Regions from separate parts of the Arachis hypogaea genome. Here region 2 is linked to region 1. The links are chromatin contacts, called in public Hi-C maps. All regions are on one chromosome and are shown on one strand. Each heading gives the region's core, a stretch centred on a gene start, on an enhancer-like site or on the middle of the called end of the contact. The rest is flanking DNA. Distances are from core to core; before and after follow the strand shown. Region 1 holds the start of LOC112783060. Region 2 overlaps LOC112785279 (agamous-like MADS-box protein AP1).

The links. A called contact is a pair of places that touch in the nucleus more often than the background predicts.
Region 2: a Hi-C map of leaf shows a contact between it and region 1, with 2.7 times the contacts expected there. The contact joins the enhancer-like site here to the promoter of LOC112783060 in region 1. A contact is called at or near these places in 2 of 8 Hi-C or Micro-C datasets (both in leaf).

What each region holds. Positions count from the first base shown.
Region 1 is chr20:128,983,998-128,989,952 of arahy.Tifrunner.gnm2.J5K5, forward strand. It overlaps LOC112783060, which reads left to right and starts at 2,218. Exons shown (of 9, transcript XM_025825805.3): 1 at 2,218-2,560; 2 at 3,862-3,962; 3 at 4,661-4,806; 4 at 4,894-5,058. All of the region lies in intron 1 of LOC112785279 (agamous-like MADS-box protein AP1), which reads right to left.
Region 2 is chr20:129,063,816-129,069,770 of arahy.Tifrunner.gnm2.J5K5, forward strand. The region is part of intron 1 of LOC112785279 (agamous-like MADS-box protein AP1); the gene reads right to left. Among protein-coding and RNA genes, the nearest start is that of LOC112786354, 9.7 kb to the left of the region's middle. Within about 2 kb of position 3,191, at least 3 of the 3 cell types and tissues checked have open chromatin away from gene starts, as enhancers often do.

The DNA.
Region 1 (5,955 bases), core at 968-3,467:
ATGTCAATTTTATACCATGTCCTTCCAAGGAATATAAAAGTCAGATACTGCAACAGCCAGATAGAACATTGCACGTGGGCCAATATCCTTCATTGGCTTTGAAATTATTTGCAATATCTACAAAATAAAAAACATATTTATCAATGATCAATTTGTGCCAAGATATATAATTATTAAGCACTTATAGTTAAACTACAAAATAACAAGTGACTCTAGCAATCTGAAGAACCCATGGAAATGAAAAATAAACAAATAAACAAATTATTGCTGGCAAACACCAAGACAGGAAGAAACTATATACACCACATAACAGATTGCGCTGAATTTTTACATGAAATTAATGCAAAGAAATTACAGTGGAGTGAAGCTAACCTGAAGATACTCAAATATAGTGCTGAAAGGAAGCTTTAACAGGAGACTACTATCCACACTGCCTGCAATAGTATGATATCGTAGTAAGGCTATACTTATTAACAAAGACAAAATGGAATTAGATGGAAAAAAAGACAATGAAATGAAAAAATCGCATCTTAGATACAGATCATACAACATGATGATCCACAATAGCGGTCTTCACTGCTTTAGAATAAGCCTCATGGACTGAACTATATAACAGCATTCAGCAAAATGTAGAAAACCCATATGTTTGAATAAAACAGTAAAATAAGAAGAAATGAAGTGGGCATGCAAAATAACACCATTACAAAATATCCAATTAAGTATCATTTTGAATGGTCTTCATCTAAAGACAAGATTAAAAAGCAAAGAAAAATGCATTATATGATGGAATTTTGTCAGCCTTTAGTAAATCAAGATAAAAAATAAGAATCTTCTACAGGAGAAGAAGGAAAAAAAATCTTACAAGGCACTTAACATCATTGTTTCATACAACTAACGACCTACATGATCAAGTCTTTTATTTCAATTTATCACAATTTTTAGTGCAAATTCTAATGTGAAGATCACTTATATAACTTTTACAAGCAACAAGTTTTAGAAACCAACAAGCTTAGCATCTTTCAGCTTATATAACTTTTACTACAAAACTTCAATTAGGCTAAAGTTTGGTTTGGAGACTCCTAACTTATCAAGCAACAAGTGTGTCTTGGTTGCAACCTAATTGCTATTCAATGCTAAGAGTTACAAGCATTGGAAGCTGATGCATAACTTGCTAAAAACTGATTCTTTCCTGCCTTAATCATTAACTTTCAAAAATTCACAACTCCTAATCCTTAACTCCTAAAATTCTGAAGTTTTAGAGAAATTAACCAAGTCAATCAAATTTTAAAATAAAATTGGTTTCGCTCCAGAACTCAGCTCATAGGAATCGCAGCAAGACAAACAAATTGCTGCCTTGTTTGAGCTCTTCTGCTGCAGGACAGATTTAATGACTTAACTTTAAAAATTTTCCATAAATTTTCTATTTAACGAAAAGTCCTCAAATTTTCCAGTCCAGCTCCACATATTCTCAAGTTTAATCCATACTTGGTCCCACACAATTCCAATAATCACAGAATTAGTTATATTTTTTCAAAGTTTCTGACTTCATTTAAAAGTAATGCAGAAAATCAGATTTTGCAATTTAACCTTGAAAAATCATAACCAATTATCTAGTTAATTAAAACTTCTCAAAATTGAATCCCAACAACAACTTTAATCATAGTTGCCTTTACTCTCATATCATTTCGATTATTGTTGAATAAATAATTTACTTCCAAAGTTGTCTTTTAATTTCAAAAATCAGATTTTCAGCAATTGGTTCAACGTTTCAAGATTCAGTCTTCCAATTATTCCTTAAACCCAGTTTCAATTAATCACCAACTAAGTCCGTTACAGTAAACCAGCTCAACAGCAACAATTTCAATTTGATCCATCAAAATACATAAATCACAATAATCCCTCATCAAACAATTCATAATTCAATTTCACAAAATTAACGAATTCAATCAAAGTCCCAATCAAAATCTCAATCATTCCAATCATAATTTTAGCCACAATTCAACATTCATATAATTAATCAATTACTCACAGCTATTAAACCTATTTGCAGTTATTCAATAAATCTTGTATGAATTCTTAAATTAAAATCGTTTAAGTTAAACCCCCTACCTCGATGAAGCAATCGCATAATTTAACGCAAACACTACAAGATTAATATTTATTTGAGGGAGTATTTTAGTGAAGGTTTTTAAAAATCTCCACAATGTATTTTATTGATGGCAATTTAAAAAACCTCCACCTATAATTCATTAAAATTCATAATTTTAAAACAAAAGCTCATTTTCTCTTTCTCCAAAATGAGAAGCGTTGAGTTAGCTGAGAGAGTGGCTATGAAACCCTAGGTTTTTCACCTCCATTTTCGCCGCCATTCCGGCTGCCGTTTCCGCCGCTGCCGCCGCCGACGCCGACGTCATTACCACTGCCGTATCCGTTGCAGCAGAGACTTCCCTTTGAACTGCTGCTGGTACTGCTTTTTCTTCTTCTGACGCCGTTACCACTTCCGAGCTTCTTCTTCAACGCCGCTTTCTGTCACTCCAATTTCTCCTTTGAACTGCTGCTGGTACTTCTTTTTCTTCTTCTTCCCTATTAATTTGTTGATATTTCTTCTTTGTTAACAATAAATTGCATTGTTGATTTTGTTTCTTATTTTTCTTTATACCGTTGAATTGGTTCATTTGGTTAATGGTTTCTTAATCAAACTTTAAGGAATCGTTAATTTATTTATATTAATATATAATTTTTTTGCATTGTGTGGTACTTTGTCTTCGATTAATATATTTTATGTTCGGTGCAATTTTTTTGTTTTCCCGGTTAAATTTCTTTTAATTTTGTTGCTGAAAATATAACTTATTTTTATGTCTTTTCATTTTTTAATTTTTCTCTTTCGTTCTTTATTCACAAATTGTATTCAGTTGAACGAAATCCATTGCAAGACTAGAACTTAGGTTGATAAGTTAAAGTTAGGTGAGGGCACGTGGTGGTAGGTCCTTTGGGCTCAATTATCTGCTATTGCTTTACATAATTACATGGAGTCCTTCACGGACCGTGATAATTGTGTGGAATGACTCATCCTAACTTCATATGTGAGTGTGAAGTGTGAACCTCTGTTTTTTCCTTCCAATTATTTGAATTTAATTTCTTAATTAGCTGTTTTGCAAATGGATAATTCTAGATTATTTCTTCTCTTAATTGATCATCTTATAGATTGAGTATTGGATATATAATATAATAAGCAGCATTTAAAAACTAAGCTCTTTTATTGATATAACATCAAATGATCCAATAGGTGGCTTTTGAATTAGCTCTGTGGCTTCTTTAGAAGAGAAGGAAAGAAAAAAAAGTAAAAGTTAAAAACTAAAAATTGCTCTCTTTTTTTTGGTGATTTCTAAAAGCTTATTAGCAAGATTAAGATGCCTTGCCCTTTTGTCTCAATCAGATAATTCCTCCTTACTAGTTAGTTTCTGCCAATCAATCTAACTCTTACAACAGAAAAAAAGCAGGGAAAAAAATAAAAATAAATAAATAAGTAAATAAATAAATCTGATCTTTTGTGCTACTTCATCTTTTGTGCTGACAAATATCTCAGTTCCAGTATCCACAGAAGTCCATATTCTTTTGGCAGGAGCTGTTCCAGGATCCTATACCAACATAAATTAAAACATGCCCATTATTCATTTTTCTATGATGTAACAAAACACAAACTCAAATAACATTTCTGAATAAGAGTCTCTTATAGTTTTCTTTTCGTGTTCAAGATAGATTGTTCTGTATCTCTTCAAAGCTGAAGCCTGTGAGTTATTTAGTCGTTGTACCTTTGTTTCTGATTTTCTTGTCTCAGTTTTGAATCTTTGCTGTGAATAGGGCCTATTGAGATGAACTTTGGTGTGTAAGCTTCCTCGTTCAACTTGAACATGTTACAACTTTAGTCGCTGTACCTCTGTTCTGTTGCAACTTTTTTACTGGTATTCCCTTTTATTCTGTATTTTTTTAAGTCAAGACATTAATTACTATTATGTTAGGAGTGATAATTAGTTACTTTGTTTTGGTTGGTTGATCTGCATTTTGTATTTTTATTTTCTGTTCTTATTTTTTAAGTTTGACTTATAGAATATGTTTAAAATCAATGAGTATTTTTTACTATGTATGTGACTTAGGCTTTTTTACTATGTATGTTTAAAATCAATGATCTTAGGCTTTTTTGACACAGGCGTTTCTCTTATTACTGCTGTAAACACTGCCCTTTTCCCATCTACTAGTTTGATTATTTGCTATGAACATGATTCTCTATCTTTCTTTCTAATTGTGAATTATAATTACTTGATTAATTAACTATTTCCTTTGCTACCTGCTCTTATCAGCTGTCTCTTAACTAGAGTTTTGAGTTACTTCTATTTACTTATGCGAAGCAGTGATATTGGCTACCATCTATGTACTCGGATTTATTGACAAAAGATAAAATCAGCTGAGAGATTTCATAGTCTCTTTTTTATAAATCATACACCAACCTGGACTTCTGTGTATAACAAGAATAGTTTACTAGTAGGGCTATTCTGTGTAAATATTTTCGTATTTGTACTTTATCATCCACCACAATGCCATGCTGCAGCTTGAATTATTACATATCTTTGCCAACTTAGAATTTTGCTTCAATGTGTGATAGGCAAGGTTTACATAAAGTTGGGTGTGGAGATTTCTGCTGATGTTGAACTTGTAGAACCATTACAAAAATCCTGTATATGGCGACAAGCTAGAGGTTCAGCTACTGAAATTTCTGGAATTGATGATGGTCTAGGATCCATAGACAAGGTTTTTTCTTTGCCAATTGTAGCATTCTTTGGTGAAGTAGTCTAGTTCTGCAGTTGCCAAAATTTATGTGTTGAACTCTTGGTGCAGGCTAGTGTTGCACAACAGTGGTACGATGAACTGGATGATCTTGCCGCTCCTAAACCCGAAACAGAAATGGTTGTTGAAGATGATAATCTGAATAACAATTTGGTTGTTGACGATAAGAAAATTTGCATCAACTGTTGTGTTTGCAATAGCCTTGGAACAAGTGAGGTATGCATATTTGTTTTTGACCATGGCTTTTTCTCATGTCATTTACTGATTAGAATAGTATACAAGAGATGGTAACATAATTGATGTGCCTTATTCTGTTATTAGTCCAAGTTGTTCTCTTCTGTGGCTGTCTTGAATTAATTTTCTCATTAATCTTGTAAGTTGAGGTATAACTTTCTTCATTATATACATCATTAGGTATATTTCTCAGTCCAACCACTTCACTATTCTTTATAGACTTCCTTTCTGGTGCTTATTTATTCGTTAAATCATGCTTAAGTATGAAATATTTTCCATCTTTACTCTAGATGCATTTAACTTGATATATCTATCATTTTTGTTTCTCTTCTTGATAAGCTCACCTATGTTTGTGCTAGTTTTAGTACATTAGTAACTTGAAGTAGATTGCTAAGATTTATTTTGAATTGGGTCAGAAGTTTTACCACAATTTCTCTTAGGTTTAGTCCCTATTATAGTTATATCTATAAAGTATTGGTTATTTACCTTTGCAAAGCGATAATGTGTAGTCTGTTTCAATTATAAAATGAGTGTTTGTGCATTATGAGAGTCTATATTAATCCTATATCCTCTTCGCACTATTGCTCCTTTCCATATCCATATGCTAATTTACACATGAAGGTAATCCATAAATTTTAGGATAAATTACATTGATTTTATATTTGTGTTGACTTGTTATGCCTTTGTTTATTTCCTCCTTAGAGGAGAGGTTACTGTTAGATTTAAAAAATATATTAGAAGTGTATATGTCAGTGTATATGATATCATGTATTATAACTGAAAGACTAGGAGAGTTAATTGCTTACTTGAATTTCAATTATTTGCTTATTATTTACTTTCTTTCCTTATTTTTTCGTAATTGGAAAAAACATATGAAAA
Region 2 (5,955 bases), core at 1,941-4,440, 81 kb after region 1:
TCAAAGAAGCTACAAGGTTGAAAGCGCCTTCTATTGTCAGAAAGCGGAAGAGAAATCTTAATCAAAGCTATGGTGTGTGATATACCTATCTATACTCTAAGTTGTTTCAAACTGCCCGAAACGCTACTAGATGATATTCACAAAATGATGATGCAATTCTAGTGGGGTTAAAAACATAATGAAAAGAAACTTCAGTGGATTAGCTGGGATACAATGAGCAGAACTAAAAAGGAAGGAGGTATGGGGTTTAAAGATCTCAAAGCGTTTAATCTAGTGATGTTAGCAAAATAAGGGTGGAGACTAATGACTAAACCAAATTCTCTGTTTTATAAAGTTTTCAAAAGCAAATATTTTAGACTTGCCTCTTTTTTGGAAGCAAAACCAGGTTTGAGACCATCTTGACCCTGGCAAAGCTTACTGGAAGGCAGGAAAGTCTTGGAATAAGGTAACAAATGAAAAGTTACAACACAAGGTATAGTAAAAATCAAAGAAGACCCATGGTTTGGTAACTTACCTCCATTCCGATTACAGGAAGGCAACTGTAGTGATGAAAACTTGATTTGGCTAAGAAAACTATTCAATGAGATGGGGAGTTGGAATACACAGCTCATTCACAGTGTGTTCAAACCCAACATAGCACAACAAATATGCCAAATGGACATTGAAAAAGGTAAAGATTCAGTCACTTGGATAAAGTATGATTTAGGTAATTACAATGTTAGAATGGGGTATGAAGTAGCTTACAATTTTTTTCATAAGCCAATTAAAGCTCTTCTCGCCAAATTCAAAAGAAGACAACTATGAAGGAGTATCTGGGAGGTTCGATGTCAACTAAGAATCAAGGCCTTTCTATGGAAACTTGCTCATGAAGGGTTAGCGGTGAAGACAAATCTTCATGAGAGGATAGCTCAGATCCTCAATTTGTGCCCGCGCTGTTCTTCATTGCCGAAAATGCACCTGCATACTTTGATCTTTTGTCTGAAAGTTGAACAAGTTTGGAATTAATCACCAGTAGCTAGTGTGAGTCCTAGAGATCCGAATATGCAACTATAGGAGTGGTGGTGTCAATTGATGGAAGACGTGAGAACAAGAGGAGATTCAAAAGAAAAATTAAGTCAAGTGAGCTACTTTCTATATGGCAAATTCGGTTGTCCAAGAACTCTCTCATCTTTGAGAATTGCAGAATTGAGGCTGAAAAAATTCTGTCCCAAGCTCTGAAATTTACGAAAAAATATGGAAGACTTGAGAGTCATAGCCACCGAAATTGAAGATGGAAAAATATCATGACCTATTGTTCTAAATCCTTAATGTTTTAGCTTGGTATTATTTTTCTAAGAATCCCTCTAATTTATGTTTATTGTATTTGTTTATCCCTGATTTTGTGAGAATTGTAATTGTAGCATTTTAATTGCAACAAAAGTATTAACTTTTGAGAAAAAAAAGTTAGAAATCATGATACCAAAGACAAACACGGGCAACAATTTTGAAAAGAAAATTCTAGTGAATATTTATATATATATTTGTGATCTAGTATAATTTAAAAAACAAATTTTATTACATTTTATAATATTTAAAAGGTCTAAAGTGAAGAAAAAAATCACCAACTGATACTATATGGTATTTGTGAAGCATGCAACAGAAAAAAACTAGGATATATTGAACACGTTATCCCATTATAACAAAAAAATATTTTTAGTGTTAAATTTTTAGTGACAATAATATAATAGTTATTATATATATGTCTTATTTAATTTATATTTTTATAATAATTAAATATTTATTATTATTATATATTATAATGATAATTATATACTTTTTGTGACTATTAAAAATATTTTTATCGATAATTGTATAATTATCGCTAAAATCTTTTAATAACAAAGCATGATGAGACGACTAAAAATAAAATAAAAGATCACTAAAAATAATTTGTTAGTACTATCTCTAAATTTTACTACTAAAACTTTAATTCAAAAAAATGGAATAACCAAGTTGAAAGTTTTGCTTCAAAGAAGTTATACCACTCTGCTAATGTTTGAGTTCCTGTTATAAATACATTGTATATTTCTAGAAAGGTTCGAAGTTATAAATTTGTTGAACAAATTTCAATGGAAAATCGTTATATTATCACGTGAATTTATTTATTTCTACAGTTGATACTCAAATGCAAGAGTTTAATAATAGATTCAATGACAATATAATAAATTGCTTATTTTAGGGTCAATTTTAGATCCCAGAAATTAAATAACTATAAGTTCTTCCATAAGAATATGAATAAAATATATAAATGGGTATAACGATTTTATACTTATGACATCAGTGAGTAGAAAAAATTGCACATTAATGTTATTTATAAGCTCAACATTAAAAATTTGATGCTCCTGAATGATATGCTGATGAATTAAGAAATTCTTCCACAATTTCTGAGACATGCCAATGATTAATGAAAACATTAGGAACTTAGTTCTCCTAATATGCTGAATGGAGAAGTTTGTTCACAATTTTAAAAAATGTTTAATTATTCGATTGCTCTCTATAATTTTATCAAATTTTTAATTAAGTTTCTATATATATTTTTTTATTTAGGTTTTTATATTGTTTTAATTTTATAATTAGGTTCTTTTTATTTAAAAAAATATTAAAATTAACAAAATATTTTTTCTTAAAATACATATGGTCAAAAATCAAATTAGATTTTTAATTATGAATACTTTCAATTTACAAAAAATATTCAGTTAACTCTAACATTTATTTTACTAATTAATACACATTTTAAAATGTTGATAAATAAAATAAATCATATTAACATAGTTTAGAACAGTCCTTAATTAAAGTCAGTCCAACCACCTCATATGGACCTATACTAACATCAATTTTTGTGGTTTAATTAGTTTAGCTCTTTATTATTTGGACTTATATCTTGGAGATTTAATTTTGTAGTTGTTCATTCTCCATTATTAATTAGTTAGTTGTGCCAGTGAAACTTTAATTAATTTGTTAGGAACAAGTAATAAAGAAACAAGCAAATTAAGTGTAACTAATTATTACTATTTGGTTACGAAAAATTCTTCAACCCTACCACATAAATAATATAATTTCATAAGTTGGACTTTGATAACATTGTGTAACATTCCAACTCCTATACACCACTAAATAAACATTGGGCCTCTAAGATATACCATTAAAGAAGTTGAGATATGTATGTCCATTATCAAATAATAATGGATTAGACTTTTGTTCCACTCTTTAACAGCATGAGAATATTAACCAAAACGTGTATCAGACATTGGAAAAAAACAAAAACAACTCTCTCCCCTTCCAAAAACCAAAAATCTCATTCATGGTTATGAATTGTGATGAGTTGGTTCAACCCAATTAACCGAAAATTGGTTAATAAACCGATTCGATTTAAGATAAAAAATACTTGGTAATGAACTTATTAAAAACCAATTAATCGGTCGACTTGGTTTTTCTTTTAGTGATTAAAATAATAAATCACAAAAAAATTATTTTTAAAAAAAAATAATATATTTTATAGATAAATATATTATTTTATTATATCTGATTCAATCTCGATTAAATTTTAGTTGAACTTTTGAACTATTAAACCTCTAATTCTATTGGTTCGATAACCGATTTGCTTTTAGAACCTTAATCACATTACATGCAATTATTATATTACCTAAATTCTTATATAAACATAAAATTTTTGCTAACAAATATTTTGTATATAATTTTTATTGAAAAGCTAATATTTAAATTTATTTTATGCATTATTAAAATTTTTTAAAATTTTACTATAAGTAAACTTGACAAATATCCTTAGGGTTAGTTGTCAGCAAAATATTTGGGCTTATATAACTTGTTAAAAATCAATGCAAATCTTTTTTTTTAAAAAAAGGGTTTTGTTAAGGGTACTTACTAATTACTAAAAGAAAAATAACTGTTTTTTGTTTCAAAAAATGCATTGAAAAATATTTTCACAAATACTTCATCTTAGTTTAACAAAGCACTTCAAAAGTATAGAATATAATTTAAATGTATATCTCAGGTTTCCTTCTCATGAATATCCCTTTTGTGTTTGAGAATTGATGAATTCTCCAATTTATTTTTTTATTTTTTGGCTCTTTCCATTCAATTCAGTGAAGAATTTACCTTCATTTCCATATAGCTTGAGCTTCTTTCATCAATATGGTTAGGGGTTAGTCTGCCTTGTCTTGTTCCATCCTGCTAAAAGTATGTCATTTATCTGTTCTGCCTAATGAGGCGGTCTTGAATTTTTTTTCTATCCTATTAAATATTAAACAATATATTAAATATTAAATATTAAACAATATATATTATTTCACAACTATTTTAATAAATTATAAATTTCTAAAGACATAAAAAATTATAATTTTTAAGTTCACAAACATTAAAGTCTTTATAATTTTAAATATGTAATAAATATAATTATCAAGTAAGTTTTATGCCAACATTGTAAAAAATAAAATATTAAAACAAATATTGTCCAAAACTAAAACAAATAATTAAATATTTTTAAGTCTCCAAGTCTAATCAATCAAATATAGAATATAATCCAAATTATAACATAGAAACATCTTCAATTACAAAAAAAAAATACGGCCCCACTGGGGAATCCTGTCCAACCCTGCCGAAACCCGCCAAAACCCGCGGATTAGGCGGTGTGGGTTAGGCAGATTTTTTAATGATGCCGGTTTCAAATTTTCAGCCCAACCTGCCTTTTTTGGCGAGTTACTCGGGTTGGACCGGCTGGTTTCGGCCCTTTGCTACCCCTAAATATGGCTTCACTAATTTTTTGTTTTCTTTTGGTCATGCCTTCATTAATTTTAGATACCTACAGAAGGCCGCCAAAAACGTTGGTCATTAATTAACAAGATAATTTTGGCCTATAAAACCAAAAACTTTTTATGGACTTACAATAACCCATAATATTAGCCCACGAAAAAAATAATATACCCATAATGTTCTCTACCAAAAATCGTCATTCCTATGCTAAATAAATATCAAATATGTTTAATAGTATGTCCAACATCTTATAAAGAACAATTGAGTTTATTACCAAATATAAAAAGAACAATTGAGTTCTTAATTTAGTAGCGCGTTAGATGCATTTTATACTTTATTTATGGAGAATTACTGCATGACCAATAAAAAATTTATTATTTTTTGTTAATATTTGATTAATTTTAAATATTAAAAATTAAATTCTAAACCAAAATTTGAATATTAACAAAATAAAGTATTAATTCAAAGCATTGACTAATAGTAACAAAAAGTGTTGACAATCTGACATTTTTCTTATTTACTATATAATACTTTTTTTTCCCTCTGTTTTCCTTTTTTCTACAACTTGGTGAGAAATGTTTTTCCTTTTCCCCAATAATCTTTGAATGTGCATACCTTCAAAAGTTCTTATAGAACTCCGCTATAAATCTCCCATAGGTGAAGAATACTCTTGTTCCCAAAGAATAAAGAAAATTCTTGAAATCACACAACTCCATTGATTCATTCATGTGATGAGGGCATTTACCACTCTGTGTGATCCAATGGCTTGATGGAGAAGAGTTTGTCACTTTGTCTCATTCTAAGGTGACATGTCACAATTAGTGATGGCCTACATTCTTACATGCTAACAACATTAGAATCTGCTAAGATCCTTCTTCAATCATAGATCTAGATGTTCCATCTTAACCAAATACCATAATTGAGTCAACTTTTATTCCCCAAGAGCAATAATGAATAATCATCTCTTTTTTTCTTTCTTAAATCCAAAGTTACTAATTAAAAAATAAAAAAAATATTACATACACAAAAAAAAAAAAAAAATCAATCATCATGTATTTATATATATTATTTAATTTATTTTTAATGTGTATTTTATATTTTAATATATATTTTACACAAATAATTGATTTAATATCTAATTTTTTG